Regions from separate parts of the Sus scrofa genome. Here region 2 is linked to region 1. A link is a contact called in public HiChIP or PLAC-seq data. All regions are on one chromosome and are shown on one strand. Each heading gives the region's core, a stretch centred on a gene start, on an enhancer-like site or on the middle of the called end of the contact. The rest is flanking DNA. Distances are from core to core; before and after follow the strand shown. Region 1 has its middle 96 kb from the start of CHST9. Region 2 has its middle 240 kb from the start of CHST9.

Evidence for each region. HiChIP or PLAC-seq counts read pairs in DNA pulled down with a chosen protein or histone mark.
Region 2: an H3K27ac HiChIP or PLAC-seq map of skeletal muscle shows a contact between it and region 1. The contact joins two enhancer-like sites. A contact is called at or near these places in 1 of 47 Hi-C or Micro-C datasets (skeletal muscle) and 1 of 2 datasets of contacts at active chromatin or transcription factors (skeletal muscle).

The regions. Positions count from the first base shown.
Region 1 is chr6:111,942,705-111,947,355 of Sscrofa11.1, reverse strand. No RefSeq gene overlaps it. Among named protein-coding and RNA genes, the nearest start is that of CHST9, 96 kb to the right of the region's middle. Within about 2 kb of position 1,890, at least 9 of the 83 cell types and tissues checked have an H3K27ac peak or open chromatin away from gene starts, as enhancers often do. A contact at or near this core is called in skeletal muscle, where this site is marked.
Region 2 is chr6:112,085,709-112,090,179 of Sscrofa11.1, reverse strand. No RefSeq gene overlaps it. Among named protein-coding and RNA genes, the nearest start is that of CHST9, 240 kb to the right of the region's middle. Within about 2 kb of position 1,494, at least 1 of the 83 cell types and tissues checked has an H3K27ac peak or open chromatin away from gene starts, as enhancers often do. A contact at or near this core is called in skeletal muscle, where this site is marked.

The DNA of each region.
Region 1 (4,651 bases), core at 641-3,140:
AATTCAACCCCTAGCCTGGGAACTTCCATATGTCACAGATGTAGCCCTAAAAATCAAAAAAAAAAAAAAAAAGAACTAAGAAGAGTCCGGTTAACAAATTAACTTGAAACTTGTTAACTGCAAGTTAACATGGTCACCTCTCACAGTTTTTTGGATACTAATAGAGGATAGAGGACTCCTGGGTCAGAGTTTATTACCCAAAGCAATAGTAGTAGCCAGAGTATCATCTCTCTCTCTGTCTCTCATTCCCTCCCTCTCTCCTTCCTGCTTTCTCTTGTGTGTTACCATTTATTGAACCTAAACCCCTTTATTCCCCAAGCAAAAGATCGTTCATAAACTTTGAAAATTATCTTGTGTCTAATATATGCAAATATCCAATGTTTTAACGCTGCCAAAAGAAAATACTAAAACTATGTGCATGTGAGAAAAATGACTAGATAAGTTCAAGATCATAGCAGCACACCAGTTTCCAACAGGCTCATGGTCAGACATCACCCCTGGGTTCCCTACTCCTCATGTAGACTGGACTATCCCCATGGTGCTCTGTTTGGGCACCTGCAATATCTCCAGCTCTGGTTCTTCCTCTTGCCACAGCATTTAGAGAGTCAGATCTACAGAGACTTTCAGGGAAAGATAATGCGTGTTAACTACAGTAAGTAGCAAGATATTGATAAAATAGGAAGTACTCCCTCTTTAAGAGATGTGGGTTTTTAGATCCAAACTGTTACATTTGGAGTGGATGGACAATGGGATCCTACTGTACAGCACAGGGAAATGTGGTCACTTTGTTGTACAACAGAAATTGAAGAAACGTTGTGGATTAACTATACTTTAATAAAATTTTTAAAAAGAGAGATGTTTACCTTTTACGAGCAAAGTGTCTATTTGGTATCAACCAAAGTAATGAGATATGGTTTTGATTTTTTTTTTTTTTTGGTCTTTTTAGGGCCAAACCTGCAGCATATGGAGGTTCCCAGACTAGGGGTCAAATAGGAGCTGCAGCTGCCAGCCTATGCCACAGCCACAGCAGCAAGGGATGTGAGCCACATCTGCAACCTACACCACAGATCACGGCAACACGGGATCCTTAACCAACTGTGAGAGGCTAGGGATCTAACATGCGTCCTCATGGATGCCAGTCAAATTTGTTTCCACTGAGCCACAATGGGGACTCCTAGTTTTGACATTTTAAACACCCAAAAGTAGGGTAGGTAGGTCAGTGTTTCAGCAAGGGGACCAGTGGACTAGAAATTCTATGTATGTCTTTCCTAACAGAGGCCAGCTCTGACTCTCGACCATTTCGAATGGATTCTGTTAATTTTTGCACTAAGTAGCCTGGAAAAGAAATTAGCCTTACTAAAATCAAAATACCAAACTAGATGGAATTTAATCTACCATGATAGTGAAGAGTCATAGTTAAGATTTCAGCAAACAAGTTTATTTTTTTTTATCACTCCTGGAGTGGCTTAAAAGGGTTTATGATGAGGATAGTTCAGTTCTGTCCATTTTGTTGGTATGTTTCAAAGTACAATGGCTTAAGAAAATTGCTTTTTTCCCCTTCCCTTCAGGCTTATGTCCTCTGTCCATGGTTTGAAGAAAGACTTCCTTTTTTGGATTTGTTCAGAATTATATTCAGAATAGAGGAACAAACCAGCTGGATTCCCTTTGTATGTCAGAGGTTTACAATCTGAAATGGCAGCATCTAAATGAGACTGTGATATGCACATTGTTCTCAGATAGCTCCCTAGATCCATTTGGAACGTTTTTAATAGGACCCTTTTTTTTCCTGACAGTCGGCCTTCAACAAAGTCAGGATTCACTCACTCCACAGGGGTTTGCATGGCTTTAGGCCATGGATCTAGCTCCTAGGAACATTTCCAATATGACTCATGGTGTTTACTTATGCAGCTGTCGTAAATGGGTGAGTCCTTTCTCTAGGGTCTCATAGAACTCCCATCAGTGTCAATGGGGTTGAAGCTTGTATCCCAAGGGGACCTAAAATTTGGCAACAGCAAGAGGACATTTTGGTTTTCTGTGCTTTGATTTAGGCTTCCTGTGGTGACTTTGATTCCTCTGACAGAATTCCTTTTCTTCGCATTTGTTATGTTTACAGAAAAGTTACTCTGAAGAATGTAAGGCAAGCTGGAGTTTCTCTCTCTGTCTCTCTCTCTGTGTCTCTGTGTTTCTGTCTGTCTCTCTGTGCCTCTGTCTCTTTGTCAGATCACTGCATTTTTATGTGAGATAATTTCCTTCTTGTTTCCTTCGCATTGCTATTTGGGTCAGTATCTCTACTCTTTCTTATTTCTGATTCTCATTCTAGATTCTTACTCCTAGAGAAAAGTGATCTTCATTTTATTCCTTCAAATTTATTTTATAATGACTCAATTCTGTTGGCGTAATGCAGAATTCTTGACTTAACTGCTTTAGGGAGGCAACATATTTTGCTTATTTTTTATTGTAGTAGATGTGCAATATTATGTAAATTACAGGTGTACAATATAATGATTCACAATTTTTAAAGGTTAGACTCCATTTATAGTTATTATTAATTACTGGCTATATTCCCTGTGTTGTACAGTATATCTTTGTAGCTTATTTTATACATAATAATTTGTACTGCTTAATCCCCTACTCCTATATTTCCCTCTCCCCCTTTCCTTTCCCCTCTGTAACCACTAGTTTGCTCTCTATATCTGAGTCTGCTTCTTTTTTGTTATATTCACTGCTTGATGTCGTTTTTCTTTTTCTTAGGGCCACACCCATGGCATATGGAAGTTCCCAGTCTAGGGGTCAAATTGGAGCTGTAGCTGCTGGCCTACACCACAGCCATAGCAACACCAAATCCAAGCTGTGTCTGTGACCTACACCACAGCTCACAGCAATGCCAGATCCTTAACCTGCTGAGCAAGGCCAGGGATTGAACCCATGTCCTCATGGATACTTGTTGGGTTCCTTACCATTGAGCCACCTCAGGAACTCCCTGTTTGTTGTATTTTTCAGATTCCACATATAAATGATATCGTATAGTATTTGTCTTTCTTTCTCTGACTTTTTCACCTAGCGTAACCAAGTTAATCCATGTAGTTGCAAATGGCAAAATTTCATTCTTTTTTTATGGCTTAGTAGAATTTCATTGTATGTATATGTACATACAATGGACCTGTACAAACAATGGACACTTAGGTTGTAGGGAGGCAGTACATTTTTTGTGAGGGAGGCAGTAGATTTTGTCTTGTTTACATAAGCCTCAAAACTATCAGTTAAATGTTTAGAGAACCTGTATCTCAATATTACAAAAAACTAAAAAATTTTGCCTGAACTCAAAAGTTAAATTCTGTGATTTTGACATCATTAGATTCTCATATCTTAGGAAGCTACAAGTTTACATTTGAAGCGTAGCCAAATTATAAATTCTTCCCTCTGTCAAGTCCCTTAGCTTTTTACTTAAGACATTAAAGTTACTAGATCAAGGCTTCTAGTCTAAATTCTATGGAATATACATTCATGGATGCATTTCAAAGGATTGACAGAATCTAATGAACTTGTTTACTTACTTTTATTTATGTACATTTTTCTACGAAGAGGGTTAAAATCTTTCAAAAGGATTTATTACTTTAAAAAATTATTAATCATATCATTAGAATTGTATTCCTAGTTTCTCCTGGGGCTAGCCTTAATTCCAACTTTCCTGAAAAATGGATAACATCTAATGAGATCGGTGAGTCTTTAAAGGGTCTCTTCATCTCACCTCATGCTTTTGCCTCCAGATTAACTACTTCTACACTTCTTAGCAGAGACCCACCAATTACTACACCCAGCCCACCAAAGAGTTCCTGATTGGTAAGACTCATTGTAGAACCACTTCATCTCGAAGCATCAAGGCTGTAACTCTTTGTTCCTCTCTGCCAGAAGCGTGGAGATGCAAGTAAACTCAGGGAGCCATGGCCCTAGTCCATCCCTGCCCAGGAGCAATATAGTCACTGGGTCCATCAATTCACTTCACCCTGAGATGCCCAATGAAAGTTCCAATATTATGCATTTAGCCACAATGGGAACTCCTTAAAAACATTCTGTACCCAGACAACCATTCTGTTTTTCATTTTCAATACAGTATTCAATAAATTACATGAGATATTCAATACTTAATTATAAAAAAGGCTTTGGGTTAGATGATCTTGCCCAACTCTAGGCTCATGTGAGTGTTCTGGGCACACTGAAGGTAGACTAGCCTAAGCTACAATGTTCAGTAGGTTAGGTATACTAAATGCAGTTCAACTCATGATGGGTTTCTCAGGACATAGCACCTTCGTAAATGAAGGAGACTTGTAAAATTAAACCCATTATGACTAATTATAGCTTTACTTACTTTCCAAAAGCTTACCGAGCCTGTGCTTTTTGTCAGCTACATTTTGGTACTCCATGAAATTTGATTGTCCTCACTGATGGTCAGTAAGAGTTCTTAAGACAAGGCTGACTATCTTAGGGTCTTAATACTTTTCTAAGTTTTGATTTGTTACTTTCATTTGCTCTATTATTTGCTGCAAAAAAAATTGCAAAGGAGTTCCCATCATGGCGCAGTGGTTAACGAATCCGACTAAGAACTATGAGGTTACGGGTTCGATCCCTGGCCTTGCTCAGTGGGTTAAGGATC
Region 2 (4,471 bases), core at 245-2,744, 140 kb before region 1:
GAGATTATTCAGCTAAAGTCATCTTTCTTCAACCTCACCAATGCTCGTCAGTAAATCTGAGAAAGAGACTATAGATCTAAATGTTAGTCATCTATACAATTGCAGTATGGCTCATTCTCTCCATCCTAGCCCACGGTTCCCTCTTCTCATCTGTCTGCAGGTTCCAGGAGATGTTCCTTTATTGGTTTTGTCTTTGGAGCCCTTAGCACCCAATGGGCCTCAGCTTTTCTGCTGCCAAAAAGTTTCAGGCAGTGCCTGCCCTCTCCCCTGTCCTTCAATTCTTTTTTTTTCCATGTATGGCCGCACCCAGGCCAGTACTGAACCCAAGCCACAGCTGCAACCTATGCCGCAGCTGTGGCAGTGCTGGATCCTTTAACCCACTGTGTGGGGCTGAGGATCAGACACGAACCTTCTTAATGACCCAAGCTGATGCCATTGAATGCTTAACCCACTGTGCCACAACAGGAACTCCTGGCCTTTGCTTTTCACTTGAAAACCATCACATCAAATCACAAGGAGAGCGACCCACGCTCTGTGGTTTTGCACCCTCCCGCAGTTCTTCTATCAAATAGACTTTATAAGAATCCAAGCCAGTGCCTTTCAGATCTTCCCCGACTGCCTGTGAAATCAGTCTTCTAAGGCTTTCAAGCCAAAAACATAGAGTCATCATCACTTCCAGGTAAGAGGCTGGATGACTGGATAACCACACCCAAGCCTAATTTGTTAGGCAGTGATGGCAGAATACCCCCTTGTCATTTTTCTTTAAGCAGAGAACATGTAGTTATCCTTTTCTCAGCATGCAATAATAGAAGGATGATCATACCTACTTGTGGTCATGGCAGAAAAACGAGGATGGGAGAATAACGATGCCCCCTTAGTTATAATGTGGTGTTTTTATTGTCTTTGAGAAACACATATGTATCACCCAGTTTGTACCTGGTACTATGTCAGACACTGGAAGTACACAAAGGCATAAGACATACCCCCTCTTGTTCAAGGAGTATGCAGTTTAGTGGGGGAGCTAGATGCCTAAATGCAGAAGACAGGATGGTGTCCTGAGAGCTATGATGGTGGTGGCCATGCCCGGGGTGTTATGACAGGGACATACGCAAACTGGGAGCTTCAGGAAAAGTTTATGGAAGGGAAGACACCTGAGCTGAAAATTGCATAATGAACAACGTTGATCAAAGAGGGGATCTGGATCTGGGTCGAGGAGCGGTGACTGCGTGAAGAAGAAGGGATGTTAATAAAGTAAGGAGGAGAGGAATTCAAGGTCAGGGAAGCAGAAGCGAGAGAGTCGATGACAAGTTTTGGAGACAATGAATAGTTGTGCCTGGGGCCCTGTAGCATGCATTACGGTGGCTGGTAGGGACAGCGAGGATGGGAGGCCAGCGGAGCGCTGACTTGAAGGGCTCTGGATGCCTTGGTGTGAAGGGAGTTGTGGGCTGACCTGAAGGTTCTAAGGAGCCAGTGAAGAATGTTGTCTGGAGGAGAAACATGATCTTGTTTATTTCAGAAGATCATGCTGCACTTGAAATGGACTGTGGCCTAAGTGCAGCGGGACTTAGAGTTGAGTTGGGGACAAAGAGTGGAGGAAACCTTACATGACATTTAAAGACAAATATACCTTTGAGCCTCCTTTTAACTATTACTTAGTTTAGGATTTTCAAATTTGTGCATACATGTTTTTAAGAAAAATGCATCCACAGAGGCATTCATATTTTTTTTTTTTTAAATTTCCCCACAAGACAAAATTAAGCCAGGGATGGGAAAGATTTTGCCTAAGATTCTCAGTCTTAATGTGATGATGACTGCTGTGGTCCTAGAGAAATGTGCTCTGTGACCCTACCAATGAAAATGATTCACCATCTTACGTCTTCCAGGTCTAGGAGGTGCTATGAGATGTATATACACTGCATCCAGTTAAGTTAACAGATCAGATTGTATTGGCTTCTTGATCAACATGTGCCGAACTTACTGTCTAGATCTAAATTCAGATGGAAGTATTTTTCTTTATCACTTAAATCTGAGCTAACATTGGTAGCTGTGTTAAAAGAATCACGAAAGTGGGTTGTGCCTGCAAAATCAGCAAAATGACCATTTAAAAGTTCATTCAATGACCCTGGCTTTCTTAGGTGGCAAACTTGATTGATTTGTTGAGTGTTCTGAATTGGCCATAAGCACAATACTACATTACCCTTTTACATCAGGGGACTCATGGTCTAAGCTTACGGGTTTTCGTTTTTTTTTTTTTTTTTTTTTTGGACATGTTTTGATTCTTTTATTGGAAGCATGTAATTTAGTACTAGTGCCTATAACAAATGCTACTCCTCAGGTTCTTTTTTTGCCCATATCTATATTTTTAAATTTTTTAATTATAGTTTATTTACAATGTTCTGTCAATTTCTGCTGTACAGCGAAGTGACCCGGTTATATATGCATTATAGATACATATACATTCTTTTTCTCACATTATCCTCCATCATATTCCATCGCAAGTGACTAGATATAGTTTCCTGTGCTATACAGCAGGATCTCATTGCCTATCCACTCCAAATGCAGTAGTTTACATCTACCAACCCCAAACTCCCAGTCCATCCCACTCCCTGCTCCCTCATCCCCTGCCTTGGCAACCAAGCTTATAGTTATTATTTCCAGGGCTGTATCATCAAGTGCAAAGTTCAGCAATCAGTGTAAATGTGGTAGTCATAGTAGACGTCAGGTATTTTTGGTTCATCAGTACATGATTTCCTCTTTCTAATAGCCTCTCTATTTCCTTTGGGGAGCTTACCTTTCCTCCCCTATGTGTCATCTTGGAAGGCCAGTGACTGAGGTGTCCTTTCCTCTTGCTGAGGAAGCTGACAGGGCTTTGAAAGCTCTTTGTGACTGATTTCTCTCACTGCTCTGTTGGGGAAAATGGAGTAAATTTGTGACCTCATCTGAACCAGTTGATCCGCTCACCCCCAATTTTGGATCCCAGTAGAGATTCCCTGTTGGAAGGAGCATTTGGAGGAGAATGATCCCAGTGTTAAGGCTGGGTAAAACTGGGGGGCTGTTTTCACTTCAGACACCCTTTCCAGCACCCTCATTCTCATATGTGCTGAAGCAGTCATTCAGTATTCCCTTTCAATCTCAGAGCCCCCTCACACCGTTCTGGTCATCTCCCTTTTTGCTTAGATAAGCTGTGTGTGTTTTCTGTTGCTTGTCATCAAAGAGTCCTAACTGATAGAATGGTAGGTAAGGAATAATTTGCTTTTCACAAAAGCTAAAGGAATTGCTCATGACTCACACAAACTCTAACGACATGCTTATGAATTATGGAAGACTATTCGCTCCATTTTATAATGGAGGCAAATAATGTACTAAGAAATTCAGGAATCTGGTTTATGTCATGGAGCTCATCAGTATTATGAATAAAAAAGAATAAAATAGAGACCCATTCACTCCTAATGCTGCCAATAATTGGCAGTGTGACCTTGAATAGGTTACTTAATCTTTCTTGGCTTCCATTTCTTCAACTGTAAAATTAGAGGGTTGGGTCAGATAATCTTTAAGACCTCTTCCACCTCAGTCATTTGCTTTTTCATCTCAGGGTCTTTTCTGCAGGCTTCTGCTCTGTGGTTGGAGACCCCAGTCTATGGACAGAATACATCAATAGCTAAGATCCGGTCTTAGTAAAATACATTTTAATTCACCTGTGAAAGCAAGATATGATAATAGAGTTCTCGTTTACATTTCCTTAGGCTCTACAGCTGTCTCTCCCTAATATTTAAGTTTTACTTATTTTCCCAGTTAGAAATTTTCAGACATCTTAACTGTTACTACTGTTTTTGTCAATGGACTCATCGGCAGTCTGAACAGAACTCAGAATGAGCCCTTTTGGCTTTTCCTAGTGGTATATGAGTATTAAACATAGTGGGAGACAAAAATACACTGGGGTCAGTGTTTCATAATATTCACATATGTTCTTACTTCTCAGAAATGTCACCCTTCTGCTTACCATCTTAATAGTCAGCATTATAATTTTTTAAATATCAACTTAATGAATATGTTCATTTCATTGTATTGTCCAACCCCAGACTCTATGAAGAGCATATTTTCTAAAAATAAATTCCTCTGTTGTCAATGTATACGTATCATTAATATGATTGTCTATTTTTTTTCTGTTCTGTACAAGGGAAGCAAATGAGAGAAATAAGTGAAGTAAAATTACAAAATATTTAATTGGAAGAGTTGTTATCAGGCATTTGATCACCTGTTTCACTCAAAAAGTGATGAAATCACAGATGAAAGTTTTCAAAATGGTTTTTGATATCAAATTCCTCTGATGTTTTGAAGCACTCAGCTGGAGAATGAGTGGCTGCTAATTATAAGTGATTGACTCATTCTTCAATGGTAATATCCAGAAAAGTTTGAGGAAATCCTATATACATAAAAAAGTATTGAATTATACTTAAAAGCTCATTTAAAA